4 separate regions of the Mus musculus genome follow, and all the other regions are linked to region 1. Evidence: chromatin contacts called from public promoter capture Hi-C data. All regions are on one chromosome and are shown on one strand. The core of a region is the stretch at or near the end of the contact, and the rest is flanking DNA. Distances in the headings are between cores, read along the strand shown. Region 1 holds the start of Snrpd3 (small nuclear ribonucleoprotein D3). Region 2 holds the start of Tfam (transcription factor A, mitochondrial). Region 3 holds the start of Cdc34 (cell division cycle 34). Region 4 holds the start of Ipmk (inositol polyphosphate multikinase).

The links. Promoter capture Hi-C pulls out the DNA fragments that hold promoters and counts their contacts.
Region 2: a promoter capture Hi-C map of cranial neural crest shows a contact between it and region 1. The contact joins the promoter of Tfam here to the promoter of Snrpd3 in region 1. A contact is called at or near these places in 2 of 39 promoter capture datasets (cranial neural crest and embryonic stem cells).
Region 3: a contact with region 1 is called in a promoter capture Hi-C map of liver, with 5 times the contacts expected there. The contact joins the promoter of Cdc34 here to the promoter of Snrpd3 in region 1. A contact is called at or near these places in 2 of 39 promoter capture datasets (liver and pre-B cells).
Region 4: a contact with region 1 is called in a promoter capture Hi-C map of embryonic stem cells. The contact joins the promoter of Ipmk here to the promoter of Snrpd3 in region 1. A contact is called at or near these places in 3 of 39 promoter capture datasets (cranial neural crest, embryonic stem cells and pre-B cells) and 1 of 484 Hi-C or Micro-C datasets (the G1E-ER4 cell line).

What each region holds. Positions count from the first base shown.
Region 1 is chr10:75,516,267-75,519,675 of GRCm38.p6, forward strand. Snrpd3 (small nuclear ribonucleoprotein D3) reads left to right here and starts at 1,776. Exons shown (of 4, transcript NM_026095.4): 1 at 1,776-1,859; 2 at 3,048-3,194. The coding sequence starts at 3,069. It overlaps Gucd1 (guanylyl cyclase domain containing 1), which reads right to left and starts at 1,115. Exons shown (of 6, transcript NM_175133.2): 1 at 888-1,115. The coding sequence starts at 930.
Region 2 is chr10:71,235,989-71,239,773 of GRCm38.p6, forward strand. Tfam (transcription factor A, mitochondrial) reads right to left here and starts at 2,056. Exons shown (of 7, transcript NM_009360.4): 1 at 1,852-2,056; 2 at 928-1,043. The coding sequence starts at 1,952.
Region 3 is chr10:79,680,394-79,684,081 of GRCm38.p6, forward strand. It overlaps Cdc34 (cell division cycle 34), which reads left to right and starts at 1,802. Exons shown (of 5, transcript NM_177613.2): 1 at 1,802-2,197. The coding sequence starts at 2,021.
Region 4 is chr10:71,346,513-71,350,200 of GRCm38.p6, forward strand. It overlaps Ipmk (inositol polyphosphate multikinase), which reads left to right and starts at 1,251. Exons shown (of 6, transcript NM_027184.2): 1 at 1,251-1,578. The coding sequence starts at 1,440.

The sequences.
Region 1 (3,409 bases), core at 526-3,025:
AATTCTATGCTATCTATAAACACCTTAACACTGCATCTACCTCTTAGTCACCCTACACAAGTGAGCCATTATCTGCTGAGGCTAAGATAGGGGCAATGATCTAGTCAAAGTTCACAGCGGTGGCTAACTGGAGAAGTAAATATGTAATCCCAGTACAGGTCCAAGCTCAGCTCCTCCAGGTTACAACCAGAAGGAACCACTCCCTGAACGTGATGCCAACTGACACTAAAGGGTTTGGGTCCCATAACCTTTGACCCCTCCCCTGAGATGGCACCTCAACTGTTTACAGTTTATTAATATCAACTCTTGTGTGTTAAGCTCCACCATAACTTCCCGCTGTCCCCACTTCGTGAGTAAGCAAAGGGGCTCGGGTTTCCTCAGGGCAGAGGGAACCAGTAAGCGAGTAACCAAAACAGTACCAAGACAAAAAGCGCTGAGAAAAAGATGTTCCCTTTGCTGGGTGCTCCCAGGCCATTCTTTTCCCCCTCTTTCCCGCCCCTTTGCTGAGAGCTCTCAAGCCATTCTTTCCCCCTCTTTCTCGGCCTCAGGCTTTCCACAGTTCCCCGGGGAATAGGATCACCCAACGTGCTTCAAGCAGGGCTATTCGATTCTGGACAAGGTTGTGCCTTTTTGCCCCTTGGACTTTTCCACTTGACGGCTCTCAGCACTCCCTGGGCTTCAAGCCCCAGGAGACTCAGGAACGACCCTAAGTGGAGGACAGGAGATGAGAAGGAATATCCACCTAGCTAGGACCCACTAGAAGCTCCAGGCTGGGCTGAGGCCGCAGACGACCCAAGGTCGCGCGCGGCCAGACCCTGCCCGGCTCTAGGGCGGAGTCCCCCTCCGTTCCCCCGGTTGAAGGCAAGGCCCTGAAGAGAGGCACTGACCGGGCTCGAGCGGCTGCCCCGCTGCCTCTGCCTCCGTCCTCATGACCCGGATGGCGCAGGGCGCCCATGGCCCCGGCCTGGAGCTGATTGCAGCGGCGACTTCTGCTGGGCAGCGAGCGCGGCCAGTGAGCGCAGAGTTCCTCCTCCTCCGCCTCCGCCGCCGCCGCCGCCACCGCGGTTCAGAGCCGGGTAGGCGGTGGCTAGGCCGCCTCAAGCCACGCCTAATCCCTTCCAGGTCTGGGCGCTGGAAACCCGCCCCTTCCATAAGCCACGCCTCTTCCCTTCCACCCCCACTTCTCCTTCCAGAACCCGCTACCCGTAGGTCCTTCCCTGAAACGCTCCGGGGGCCCCTCCCCCTCCCCGAGCCCCGCCCCTCCCCGAGCCCCGCCCCCAAAGCCCTTCCCCTAGCGACGTGGGCTCCCCACGCTCTCCCTCCGCTAGGTCTGTTCTTCTGCAGCCTCAGATGGAAGCTCTGGTTCTCCGCAGTGCCTTATCGAGACTCCAGGGAACACTTTCCCGACTCCTTTTAGGTCTTCTTACCCAGACAAGGAATAATGAGAGTTCCCAGGGCTCAGTGCGTCCCTTACCTGCCGGTGGCCGGATCCAAAGCTTAAATCTCTAGTCCAAGCCTCACTTCCTGTCTCCCCAGAGCACTGGGCTCAAGCCCAGATCCCGCCCAATCCGCCACTACAGTACTCAGGGTTACCATGTTCCCTTGTTGGGCTCCAGGATTGGTGTTTCCGGCGGTCCCCCGGGCCCTCTCCGGTGCCGGAACTATTGTGCTAGAGCCCTGGTTTCCCCAGCCGGCTAAGTGAGAGTGAAGGGCAAGTAGGCTTAAAGGAAAGGGAGGGGCCTGCGCAAGGCATTCTGGGAGCGCGTGGTATTCGTGAGAGTCGGGCCGGTCGTTCTCTCGCCTTCGCCTTCTAACGTTTGTGCCAGAACCGGAAAAAAAATAAAGCCTGCAGTTAATTGGTGAGGAGAGGCGGCTAACGGGAGAGAGGAGGCCAGGGCTTCCCCAGGGGGTTTAGGAGCTGGAAGGGCCGCTGCGGAGGAGCTCAGCGGGGCTTGCTTAGCGGAGGGCGGGAAGCCAGGGCCTATCCAAAGCTCATCTCCCGAACCCTTGAACAGTTATTAATTTACGCCTAGTCTGCACGTTCGGTGCCTTCTCAGGTCACCGATTTCCGAAGCTTACGGGCAGTCATTTCTTGCTAATTACCTCCTTTCCTTTTGGATCATCATTTACAACGTCCCTTTCATCCCTGCCTCCACTCCCATTCCTGCAGTGGCCCTCTTTTCCACGCTGCTGCAGAAGTTTAATCAAGTTGCCGTGCTATATGTTCGATCCACTTTGTAGATGCTACTCTTTTTTTTTTGAACCTTTGGCTATCATCCTGCAGTGTTTCCCTACCATTTTCAGCATGGAAACCCACACTCCTAAAGTTGAAAGCCGTGGTTCCTCACCGAGAGAGAGAGACTGTGTTTAGCATCCTTACAGTCTTCTCATGCAAATAAATGGTGTGCTCCGGTTTTGAGTCGTTTCCAATCTCAGCATTTTAAAAGCCCTGTGCATAGTCTTTGTCTTGTAGTGAGACTTAAAGTCGAGCGTTTACCCTATTTCTCTGCTTGATGAACATTTCCTATTTATAGCACCGTAGCCTTGACAGTTTTGGTCTGCTTTTTGGTGGGGATTCAAAACGCTGGATTGAAAAGCGCAAGCTCTTTTTCCTAGCTTCCTTGGGGCTCAGGTCTATATGTACTATTAGGTTCTGTAGCCTTTATCCAAATGTGGTGGCTGACTACTTGGGATATTTCTGGTGTGACTGAAAGACTGAGTTTGCTTTTATTTGCATTTTATTTAACTCCATGTAAACAGTGATTTGTTTACACTCCGGGTCTATATCATAGCCCTTTTAGTGACTATAAAGGGTCATATGGCTGGGATGAGAATGGGGGTAGTACTCTTTGTTCCCATTACTTTTCATTGTCCAGCTTACCATCCTTCCCTACCCTACGTGTTGCGCTAATTTGCTGTGGTGGTTCCTTGAGGCCAAGAGCCACACTCCTTCCACAGGAAACGCAGCTCTTGACATCATTTACAAAGCCCATGGCGTGCCAGTCCTTAAGCTCTGAAAGATGACCATCGTCTCTCTTTCCCTGTAGCCCGGGAAGAGTCCTGCCAAGATGTCTATTGGTGTGCCGATTAAAGTCTTGCACGAGGCTGAAGGCCACATAGTGACGTGTGAGACCAACACCGGGGAAGTATACCGAGGGAAGCTCATTGAAGCAGAGGACAACATGAACTGTCAGGTATCCTGCTTGGCACCAGGGCTGGGAAAGGGCTGTGGCTTCTATCCTGTGGGTAGAGCGGTGTACTTGGAGGTCTTAATGAAGTTATTCTCATCAAACAGTTATTAACTAAGTACTTATTACCTGTCAAGCACTCTTACAGGCTCTAAGATTTTATGTCAGTATAGACTTAGCCTTGAGGCAGAAAAGTCATTTGACAGCCTGTGGTTGTACGT
Region 2 (3,785 bases), core at 806-3,305, 4.3 Mb before region 1:
AGTACCATTCAGATATAACACTGCTGTAAAAAATAATCCACCCATCTCCATTTCTCCCTCATTCTTAACTGAGGATACAGCTGCTTCATCAACCATGTGTTAGTGCCAAGTCTTCCATTTGAGAAGACAGGGGAATTCCTATAAGCATGTCTCTTCATCTCCTATCTACAAGGTAAGAATTTCAGTCTGATTTCCACTAGCATCCTTCGAGGTACTGGAAGTAAAAGAACTTTGGAAATCCTAAGGACTGACTTATTAATCAGCTACTACCTTTACACCGTATAATCAAATGAAGGCCCTACAACCCTTTCTTAGGCTTCCTGGAAAACTTTTCTAGTTGTAGATCTTTTTCCCACCTTCAGGAGCTTAGATAATTTCCAGTTAAGTTAATGATTTATACAGACCATTATTGTATTATATAGAACACTTCCCGATAAGTTATTTTATTGCACCTTAGACATTACAAACAAGCAACTGCCCAGGACAACTAGGCCTCAACTTTATCTCTTTTCTCTACAGTGCTCTTCACTCTACATGCTTTTGGTTTTTTGGTTTTTTTGGTTTTTTTTTTTAAGATTTACTCATTTTATGTATATGAGTACACAGTGGCCGTCTCCAGACACACCAGAAGAGGGCATAGGATCCCATTACAGATGGTTGTGAGCCACCATGTGGTTGCTGGGAACTGAACTCAGGACCTCTGGAAGAGTCAGTGCTCTTATCCACTGAGCCATCTCTCCTGCCCTCTACATCTTATTTTAAAACTATTTTTCTCATTTATATTTAAAGAACTTCTATTAGTTAAAAAAAAACTTATACAGACTACCAAAGAAAATGACTGTACTAGATGCTCTGGTAATGCAAATCAAAGATTGCAATTAAAAAAAAAATCATATCAGAGAAGATCATAAGCCCCAAACTCCTTACCTGGGTGTTTAGCTTTAAATTTGGGTAGCTGTTCTGTGGAAAATCGAAGGTATGAACTCATAGGTTTCTTTGGATAGCTACCCATGCTGGAAAAACACTTCGGAATACAGACAAGACTACACACAAGTAAAAAGAACGGAATGTCAGATACGTGTAACAGTCATACACAGATCTCAGATTCTAAGTACAAAGTCAGCCAAGGTGCTGTACATCCAACACCTCCACCTAAAATGCTAATAACTAGCCCAGCAGTTGTGGCACAGGCCTTTAATCCCAACATTCTAGTGGCAGAGCAGGTGGATCTCTGTTAAGTCAATGACAGCCTAGTCTACAAAAGGAGTTCTAGGACAGCCAGGGCTATGCAGAGAGACCCAATCTTTTAAATTAAAAAAAAAAAAAAAGTCAACCAATCAACCAAAAAAATATATAATCGTAATAACCTTTGAGTGCATTTCCCTTCCCTCTGCTGTGCTAAGAATTCAATTAAACGCAAGGGGCTTCAGCTGTATAAGCTCCATAACCGACTTACTTTAACAACCTACCCTAAGCAAAAAAATAAAAGAGGTTGCAGGGCTGAGGCTTGCAAACAGGGCAGGTTTGGGTGACCTAGCCAAACCAAAGAGGGGTGAAGCAAGTCCTAGCATCATGGGTGACCTAGCCAAACCAAAGAGGGGCCTGCAGGGCTAAAACAAGTCGTGGCATCCTGGGTGACCTCCTGGCAGCGTCCGGGCGAGCGTTCCGCGCCACAACTTCAGGGCCCGCCTCCAAGGCAGAAGGAGAGCGCCCTAGGCGCCGAAAGGTAGAAGGTGACAGGAAGTGGGGTCGGGTACCAAAAGGCGCGAGACCCCAGGCGGCCCGGAGGACGAGGGTGGGACGAGGGCAGACGGACGCCTGAACGAACGGCGTCCCTCGCCCGCGGCCTACCTGATAGACGAGGGGATGCGACCCCCGCAGCCCGCGCACATCTCGACCCCCGTGCGCCCCAGTGCTTTTAGCACGCTCCACATTCCCCGGAACAGCGCCATCGCTCGGGCCGACGAATGATGGCCCGGCGCCGTCCGGTTCGTCTCACGCAATACGGTGCCTATGGACTGCCACACTACCAGCGTGGGAACTCCGGGGGCTTGTTATCATGCCCGCCGCGCGCGGGGTACTGTGGGAAGCCCGGACTTCCGGTCCGCGGCAGGAGGCGGGGAGGACAGGAGGTGCTGTGCGTCCCCCACCGCTCAGTGGGCGGGGCCGGGCCGAGGAGGGGGCGGAGCCTGAGGCTAGGGAGGGTGGGCCTGGTCTAAGGTGGGTGTTGCTGAGCGGCGGCTTACCCCCAGGCCCCTGCCATGTGTTCTCCTGGGCTGCCTGCGTGCTGTTGCTGGACCATGGGCCTGGGCTGCCTACTGAGCTTCGTGACGCTGGTGCTGCGGCTTGTGTCACAGTGCCTGGCTACTGAAGTTAGAGATCCGTGGTACTGCTGATGCCCCAACAGCAAACTGCATGTTTCATGAGTCCGCAGGAAAGCCCACAAGGCTACTGGAGGGGTGGAAGAGAGGGAGGAGTGGTCTTGAAATGGATCGCCTTATTTATCTTCTCTTTAACAATTAATAGAAAGGAATGAGGGTTCCCAAGATGGCCCAGAGCCTGGCAAGCTGAGTTCTATCCCCAAGACCTACATGATTAAAAGAGAGAACCAACTCAAACAAGTTGCCCTCTGACTTTGACATACACACACACACAAACATGTACACAAAAGGAAATGTGTCACGAAAAAAAAATTAATAAACTGAACCCAGCTTGATGGTGCAGGCCTGTAATCCCAGCCCTTGGGAGGCGGAGGCAGGCATTCAAATTCATCCCCTGCTACATAGCAAGTTCAAAACTACATGAGACCCTGCCTCAAAACAAAAACCCAAACAACTAGCCCTCATAATAGCAACAAAGCAAGAATATTCTTCACTTGATCTTCTCCAAAAGGCTGAGAAGCGATAGCAAAAATATTCTTATATTAATACCTGAGCAGGGCATGCCAGAGCCCTGAATATTGTTTCCCACTTTGCAGATCACGTGGACTAGATGAGCTTAGCCAGCCAAACCACTGAAATTGTGGGACCAGGATGGACTTGAGGTAGTGTACAGTTTGTGTCCTACAAAAAACTCAATTTTTGTTTGTTTGGTTGGTTTTTTTTTTTTTTTTAATTCAATGGCATGGAAAAGATTAGGAAGATCTAAAAATGGTCAAGGGCTTCAATCTGTTAAAATATGTTGCTTAAGGTCTGGGAATGTGGCTTAACTGGTAGGGATGCCTGCCAGGATGCACAGAAAGCCGTTGGCTTAGATCCCCCCCATAAGCCAGGATCCTCACATAGAGCAGGCATGGTGTCTTAAGCCTCTAGTTCCAGAACTTGGGAAGCTGAGGCAGGACCACAAGTGCAGGGTTATCCTTGCCTACAAAGTAAATTCCAGGTCAGTCAGGCTAGAGACTTTGTTTCAAAGGTAAAATAAATAAATAACATTTAAAAATAACTATGTCATCCATCAGGCTCAGAGGTGAATGCTTTCACTCCAATCACTCTGGAGGTAAGAAGTGGGTAGAGATCTGTGATTGAGAGTTTGCTCTATATACAAGTTCCAGGTCGGCCAGAGTTAGCATGGTGAGAATATACCTAACAACAACAGCCTCTTCTGCTGCCTACCTGTACTTTTTTTTTTTTCTGAAAAGAAAGCAAAATCTTACTAGTGTAACACTGAGCTGAGAGTCTACTTCCTTTCTGCAGCTTTAAAACATTGTCTCCTTCAAGAGACAGAGGACCACACCCACTCCTCTAAACCCACTCCTTCTAAGCCCAGTTTACCATCACTTCCGGTTT
Region 3 (3,688 bases), core at 552-3,051, 4.2 Mb after region 1:
TAAAACCTGTCTCAACTGGAAGCACATTTCTCAGCATCTTCTATCTCCTGGAAGGTCTCAGTTTTCCAGAATGTCATAGTTTTCAGAGTCTTATGGGAAGAAATGGTCCCACAATCCCTGCCCAGACCTCCTAGCCCTGTTCCTAGGATGTGCCCACGACTAAGGCTTATCATGAACCATTCCCTGCAGCTTGGGGTGGGAGCAGCCAGAATGTTCTGACTGGATGTCCCCTTGCTGTGAGGAGACCTGGATTATCCTCATCAGATGACCAAGGTCTGTGACTGGGGACTTGGATCATGACATCCATGTCCTAACATGTCAAGGTAGATGACCCCAGTCACCAGAAGCCAGGCCAACACCCTTCCCAGATGCTCAATACCCAGCATTCACGATATCTTTGAAGCCCAGGTGCAGGCTCGCCTGGGAGTAGGGAGAAGTATGTTCCACCTGAAGGGAGGGGCACCCTGTCCGTTTATACATCAAGGGCTTCCTAAGTGCAGGCTGTGGGAGTGGTCATCTCAGACACACAGGAAAACCTGAGCTACTTGCTATGTGCTGACAACTAGGTGACAGTGTAAGATGGGCAGTGTGACATGCACAACAGGGGCAGATACTTCTGGAAGTCCTTGGAAAAGAGCGTGACCAGAAAGACTTCTAGCCCAAGAGTCTAGGGCTCCCAGGGGGAGGACAGCCAAGGTAGTGCCACACATGAAGTGGCATTGGACCCTGGGCTCTTCCCTGGTCATATCAACCAGCCCCACCTTTGACACCGTTTCCCTGTCCCCAAACAGGTCTACCTGCTATCCCCGACATGACAGGATGTCGGAGCACCTGTGGTGGGAGCTGCCCTTTCCCAGCCCCAAGTGTTGATGCAGCTGTAGTCCTCCAGAACGCCCACAGTCAGGGTGAGTGGCCAGTACAGCCTAGGGACAGAACCACCCACCCCTAAAGGTCACGGGTACACCACACACACACCCTGCTGCAAAGCTTAAATATGCTGCCACCACCAATACTAATGACCAAATGTCCAAGAAAGGAGTTATGGGTGTCTGTGCTGAACAACCTCAAGGTCTTTGCGTGTCTGTTCCGGATCCTGTAAACTTTTGGGTTATGCCTCACCACTGCTTTCTGGTCGATTTAAGCAAGACTAGGGTGTGGTCAAAGGTCAGTCTGAAGGGGTTCAGACTCCACCTCCTGGAAGCCACGTCTGCAAACCCCAAGTCGTTGATTCCCTGCGCTTCTACCTGAGCCCATAGAGACCAAATGGGGCCATCTAACGCTTCATGCTGGGAAACAGGGGCGGATCCTGCTCCGCTCCCGCACAAGCCACGCCCAATTCCCCACCCACAACCACGCCCCCTGAACGTCACAAAAAAAGGCCCCCAAAGCCGCAGCTGCCACTCCGCAGCGCGCAGCCCGGCCCTGCCGGCCACCCCGCACACAGGCATCCGCGGAGCTCTTCCGGCCGGAGGCGACGGCGGCCTCCGGAGCTTCGGAAACGCAAGGCGCCTGCGCGGCAGGGCGGGGGACGACGACTACACTTCCCGGTGTGCCCCGCGGGCGGGCGCGCAGACACATTCCGGACCCGGTGGAGGCGTCGCACAGGCGCATTCTAGACCCGGCAGTGGCGCGCAGGTGCATTTCCGGCCCGGCAGCAGCGGCGCGCAGCCGCACTCTAGGCCCGGGTGTGGCACGCAAGCGCTTTCGGGGCCCGAAGGAGGCACGCAGGCGCATTCGGGGTCGGGAGCCGGTGCGCAGGCGCATTCGAGGCCCGGCGGCTGCGGCGCGCAGGCGCGTTAGGCGCGGGCCGGGCCGGGCCGAAGCGAGCGCCGGGCGGGCAGCGGCGCCAGAGCGAGTGGAGCCTTCGGGGTCCCCGGGTGGCGGCGGCGGCGGCGGTGCAGAGGAGGAAGGCGGCGGCTCTCCCCCTGCCGGCGCGCGACCCGGTCCGTCTCGCGAGCTCGCGCCGGTCCCGCGGCCCGGCCCGGCCCCGGGCCCCTCCGTCGCCGCCGCCGCCACCGCCATGGCCCGGCCGCTGGTGCCAAGCTCGCAGAAGGCGCTGCTGCTGGAACTGAAGGGGCTGCAGGAGGAGCCGGTGGAGGGCTTCCGGGTGACGCTGGTGGACGAGGGTGACCTGTACAACTGGGAGGTGGCCATCTTCGGGCCCCCCAACACCTACTATGAGGGCGGCTACTTCAAGGTGAGCAGAGCCTCAGTTTCCTCTTTGTGCCTGCCTCTCTCCCAGGCTCCTCGTGCAAAGCGGCTCCTCCCTTTTTTGTTGGGCACGTGCTGACCTTACCCCGGGGACTGGTCTCCCTAAGCTGTCCTCCAACAGGCTACAGGATCAGGGACTGCTAATGTATGCCGCATGCCCAGGCAACTCCCCACCACGAGACGCAGGGGCCTCTAGAGCCTGCTGCTGGTCAGCGTGTTCCCAGGTTGTCCTACACTGGACTAAACTTGTACCTGGGAAAGGATCTTTCCCTGTTGTCCCCACCCTTCCATAATGCTTCTGGTAAAGGGTCTCTCCGGGGACAGTTGTTTTCCTTCTTGTCCCGTCCCCCTCTCAACCCCCCCCCTCCGGTTAGTTCCCCCTACCCCAAGACACAGAAGCCTCTGGAGCCCCCTGCTGGCAAGCATTTTCCCAGGTTGTTCCTCACCCTACCAGCATGTGGTAAAACCTGGAAAGGTTCTTAGGTTGTCCCAAGACATAAAGGACCACGGGCAGCTGCTAGCTGGTATCCCAAGGCCCTGCCCCCTACGCTGGAACACAGAACCAGGGCAGCCGCTGGCCGATGTGTCCCCAGAGAAGGGACGTGTAGCCTGGACAGCCACCTGCTCCAGTTCCAGTAGAGGCCCTGATAGGGCCTTGGCAGCCTTGCCTGCTTGGACAACAGCCACCTTTAGCCCTAGCCAGGCTTTATGTAATGCATTCCAAGGGGGCAGTGGGGGGTCCACCCTGAATCTTGGAGCCACACCCTGGGTTCCTTCTTTGGGCCCTGGACCCTAGAGCTCTGTGTTTGCCCCACCCTGACAGCCTTTCTCAGGTTCCACTGAACAGGTGGCTTCTTAGGGGCCTGATTTTTCCTTCTAGATAGTGTCGTCTGCCCTCTGGTGGCTTCACGCTCAATGCACCAGATGTTCTTGTGGTTGGGAGCAGGGAACACTGGGAAGCCTCCAACACTGGAAATGTGTGGCCAGCTATAGGTACCCCCATCAGCACAGTTAGATCATCCTGCTTACTGGGGGCTAGAATAACTAGCAGAATCACAGAATCTCATGCTAGGGCCAAAAGGGACAAGATGAGGACCGGGTGGATGCACAAATCCCAGCCAATCTAGGGTCCCTAGTGTAGGGCCATGGTAGATATTTGTTTGTGTGTCTTCTTCCTTGCCTCCCACCTGGATGTGGTCTGAATTAAGAAATATCTGGATGCTCTTAGCACCTTGTCTCCTGTATTTGCTGGGAGGGGCAGTGGGAACTGCCAGGAGGACAAGTTCTGTTCAGAGCAGGGTCACCTGACCTGTTCCTCATCTGTAAAGGGATTGTGGGTAGAGTCTCCTAGACTCACATAATTCTTGAGATAGCTTAGGATGCTCGGCAAGATGTCAATCAAGTCTGTCAGCGTGGGAGCCTCCTGTATGGTGTGGGTGGCTGAGACATGGGGAGACTCTGTAAGGGGGCAACTGTG
Region 4 (3,688 bases), core at 1-2,500, 4.2 Mb before region 1:
CTCATAATTCATATTGCATCCTGAAGGTCCTGGGTTTACCATTTTGCTGAAACATTAGCCACACCTTTGCCTCCTGTAATACTCATGCTGTCTTAGATTATCATGGAGTCATTATCCTTAAGAGAGAGGACATTCCCTGAAGGGATGTGAAAACATGTACATTATTTATTACACAAACAAGCCTTATGCCCACAGAAGACACTGGACACTTTCCACGAAGGGCTCAGCAACATCTGGAGGCTCACACCAGGGCCCTGTACCAGCAGCAGGAACTGTGTTACTCTGTTTCCACCAGAGTTTGGCACTTAAGAGATTCAGCCTTGGGGCTGAAGAGATGGCTCAGCAGTTAGGAGCACACTGCCTGCTCTTCCGGAGGTCATGAGTTTAATTCCCAGCAACCACATAATGCTCACAGCTATCTGTAAAGGGATCCGATGCCCTCTTCTGGTGTCTGAAGACAGTGGCAGTGTACTGAGTACTCACAGACAATAAATAAATAAATAAATCTTTAAAAAAAGCATTATTAAAAAATTTTTTTAAAGGAGATTAAAAGCAATATATCTTTTGCATAGGACCTAAGTTTGATTCCCTGCGTCCTCATCGGTGTGCCCATAATGCCCGTTACTCCAGTTCCAAGAAACCCCACTCGTTTGGCTTCCCTGAGCACAATTAACAAGCTTAAGAAAAAAAAAAATGAATTAAGATGACTGTCAATGTCTAACACATAAACTTGTCATGAGTACTCTGAGGTAGTGGTCGGGCAGGGTGCCAACTGGAAGGTGTGAGAAGAGACATCTTCAGTCAGGATGCTTCTGTCTCTTTGATCTGAAAGGGCAGGGCGTTGTGGGAGGTCTGCCCCTAACCAGTCACCTCTCTGGGTTGCTCTGCTGCGGGTCTCCTAGGTCTAATGAGTTTTTCACATAGGGACTCCGGACGCCAGTTCGCTCCCTGAAGTGCTTGCTGGTAATGATGCAAGCAGGGGCATTTGAGACAAGTCCCATCCTGCGGCCTCTGAGCATGCTCAGTGCAGGTCGGCAGCGGGCTGGGACTCTAGACCCGCTCAGTTTGGCGCTGGTCTACCTTCTGGACGTGTTCCGTGGAAGGGGTGAGCAGGTCTGGTCCGGTAGCTTCTGCGCATGATCAGTGTGGAGCTGGCCCCGATCCAGTAGGGTAGCCTCTGGGCATGCTCGGCACCGCTGGGCGGGATCCTGGCGAGTAGCTGTTGCGCATGCTCAGAGTGGAGCTCGCCCGGCCGGAGCGCACAGGGGGCGGGCAGAGGCGGGGCCGCGGCGCCCTTATCCCGGGCGCGGGCGGCCGGGGTTCAGAGTGCGGGCCGCGGAGCGGGCAGCGCGGTCTCGGCATGGGTCCGCGCGCTGGGCCTGCGCGGGCGATGCCGCCCCGGTCCTCCCTGACGCCTGACGCCGAGTGTCGCCGCCCCGATGGCCGCCGAGCCCCCAGCGCTGCGCCTGCGGCCGCCGGGAAGCACCGGAGACAGCCCGCCGGTGCCGCGCCTGCTCGGAGGCTGCGTGCCGCTGTCGCATCAGGTGGCTGGCCACATGTACGGCAAGGACAAAGTGGGTGAGTGCGGCCTCGGGTCCCCTACCCCAGTCCTCTCTGTGCTCTGTCCCGGCAGTCCCCGGCCTCCGCCGTGCCTTGCTCTGGCAGTCCCCGGCCTCCGCTGTCCCCAGCCTCGGTGGTGTTGTGGGTTTAGCCGTCGCCACCCCTACAGTCACTGGTCCCCACTCTCCCCACCCCGGCATTCTCAGGCCTCCGGGTCACTGTCTTAGCTGTCCCCAGCTCTTCTGTCCCCACCCTGGCGTTCCCTGGCCTCCCATCCCGGTCACAGCTGTCTACGACTCTTCTGGTCCCCACACGGCAGTCCCCGGCCCCAGGCGTCCCGCAGCCTAGAGTCACCGGCTCCCGTTGTCCCGAGTGTCCCCTGTCCCCGGGGGTAGGAAGCCGGGCGCCCCCAGGAGCAGCCACAGGCTCCTAGTGGCGCGGAGAGGCGTGCCCCTTCGCTCCAGGGAAGGCGAGTGATGATTGGAGAAGGCGTTAGTAAAAATAAGGAACTTGGTTTTCTTTTCTGGACCGGGAAGTAAATTCTCTCTGGAGCTCAAGCTCTGTTTATTACCAGGAATAGTAATTGTTAGAGGGACCCAGATGCTTGATGCTAACCCGTCGCAGGAGGGGAATCAAAAGCAAACTGCTATATGTTTTTAAACTTGCCTTGGCTCATCCAGGATCACTCCCTGTCCCTTGAGAAGGATTCTCCAGTGTCTTTGATTGCGCTGGGAGGCGTGGTTCGGCGGTGCAGATCCTTGCCTCCTGGGTAGGCTTCACACTGGCTGTTCCCGAGAACAGTACACATATAAAATATGCATTCTTTCCTTATTCATCTTTATAGACTGTTCCCTGGCATTTGTTATGTGCTTTGTGAATTCAAGATTTGTAGAAACAGCGCAGGGTCCACTCCAGGGCAGAGACTGTAATTCAGTCCGATACTCACAGCGTTTGGGCACGGTAGTCATATGAAGTGTAGGGTGAACTTGGGACTCTTGTGGATATCTGACCCGGAACAACCGTTAGAGACGGTATGTGGGTATGTGTTTTGCTGATAAAGCGTTTCAGGTTTAGGCTGGTAAGGCAATAAATTTCTTTCTTTTCTCTCTTCAGTGGTATAGAGGATTGAGTCTAAGACTTTAGGTAAGAGCATTACCACTGACCTACATTCCCGAGGACTTCCTCTTTTTCTTTAAAGACAGGGCTCCCTAAGTACCACTTGGAACTCACTATAGCCTAGGCAGGCCTTGAACTTTGGATATAAAGCTGAGGGTATAGGCATGAACCTGCATTTTAAGACAAGCCTGGTTAAGCATCACACTGACACACTGTCCCAGAACCAAACCAACACCCACCCTTTACTGTGCTTGTGGGAAGCACACAGCCTGGAGCTCAGCTGCCATCAGGAAATGTTGAAAGACTACATCAGAGTTAGGAAACTGCACACTTGAGGTTCTTGGCTAAGATATTTCCTTCTGTGCATCATATCTGGAGTCTGCTTGACCCGAAACAATGGGATTCCTAAAGGCCTAAGAAAGTGATTAATTCCCTGGAGGTCCTGGAGACTATGTAAAAAACAGACCCAAATCAAGATCATCTGTGATTGGCACCTGGGACTAGCTTACAATGCTAGCGCCCTGTTTAGAGCCAACTGGTGAATAATTCCAGAGTGCCCTGATTGTGACTTTAAACCATGTCCCAAACAAACAGCCTGGAAAGAGCTAATTTCTCACCCGAACTGCTTCGTTGAAAAAAACGATTGAGATTTCAGAGAAAGTAGTCCCTAGTTTTGCTCTTAAGGGTTTTCTTGTTTGTTTGTTTTCAATTTCACTAGATTCTTTTGACTGAGAGAACAGGTTCTTGTGGTGCCCGCAGCCTGATGTTTGTTCCCCTTGGATTCTCAGATGTTTACACTGGAGACGGCACCAGTCCTCTTCCCTGCTCATAAATAGATAGCAAGGTAGTCAGCCGTTCAAAGTTCAGCCATTTTTATTATTCCCTTCCACTGTCACAGATGGGTCACATTGCTTTGAGCAGTGGTTCTCAGCCTTCCCAATGCTGCGACCCTTCATACAGTTCCACCTGTTGTTGTAACCCCCCCACCATAACACTGCTTTCATCAGTACTT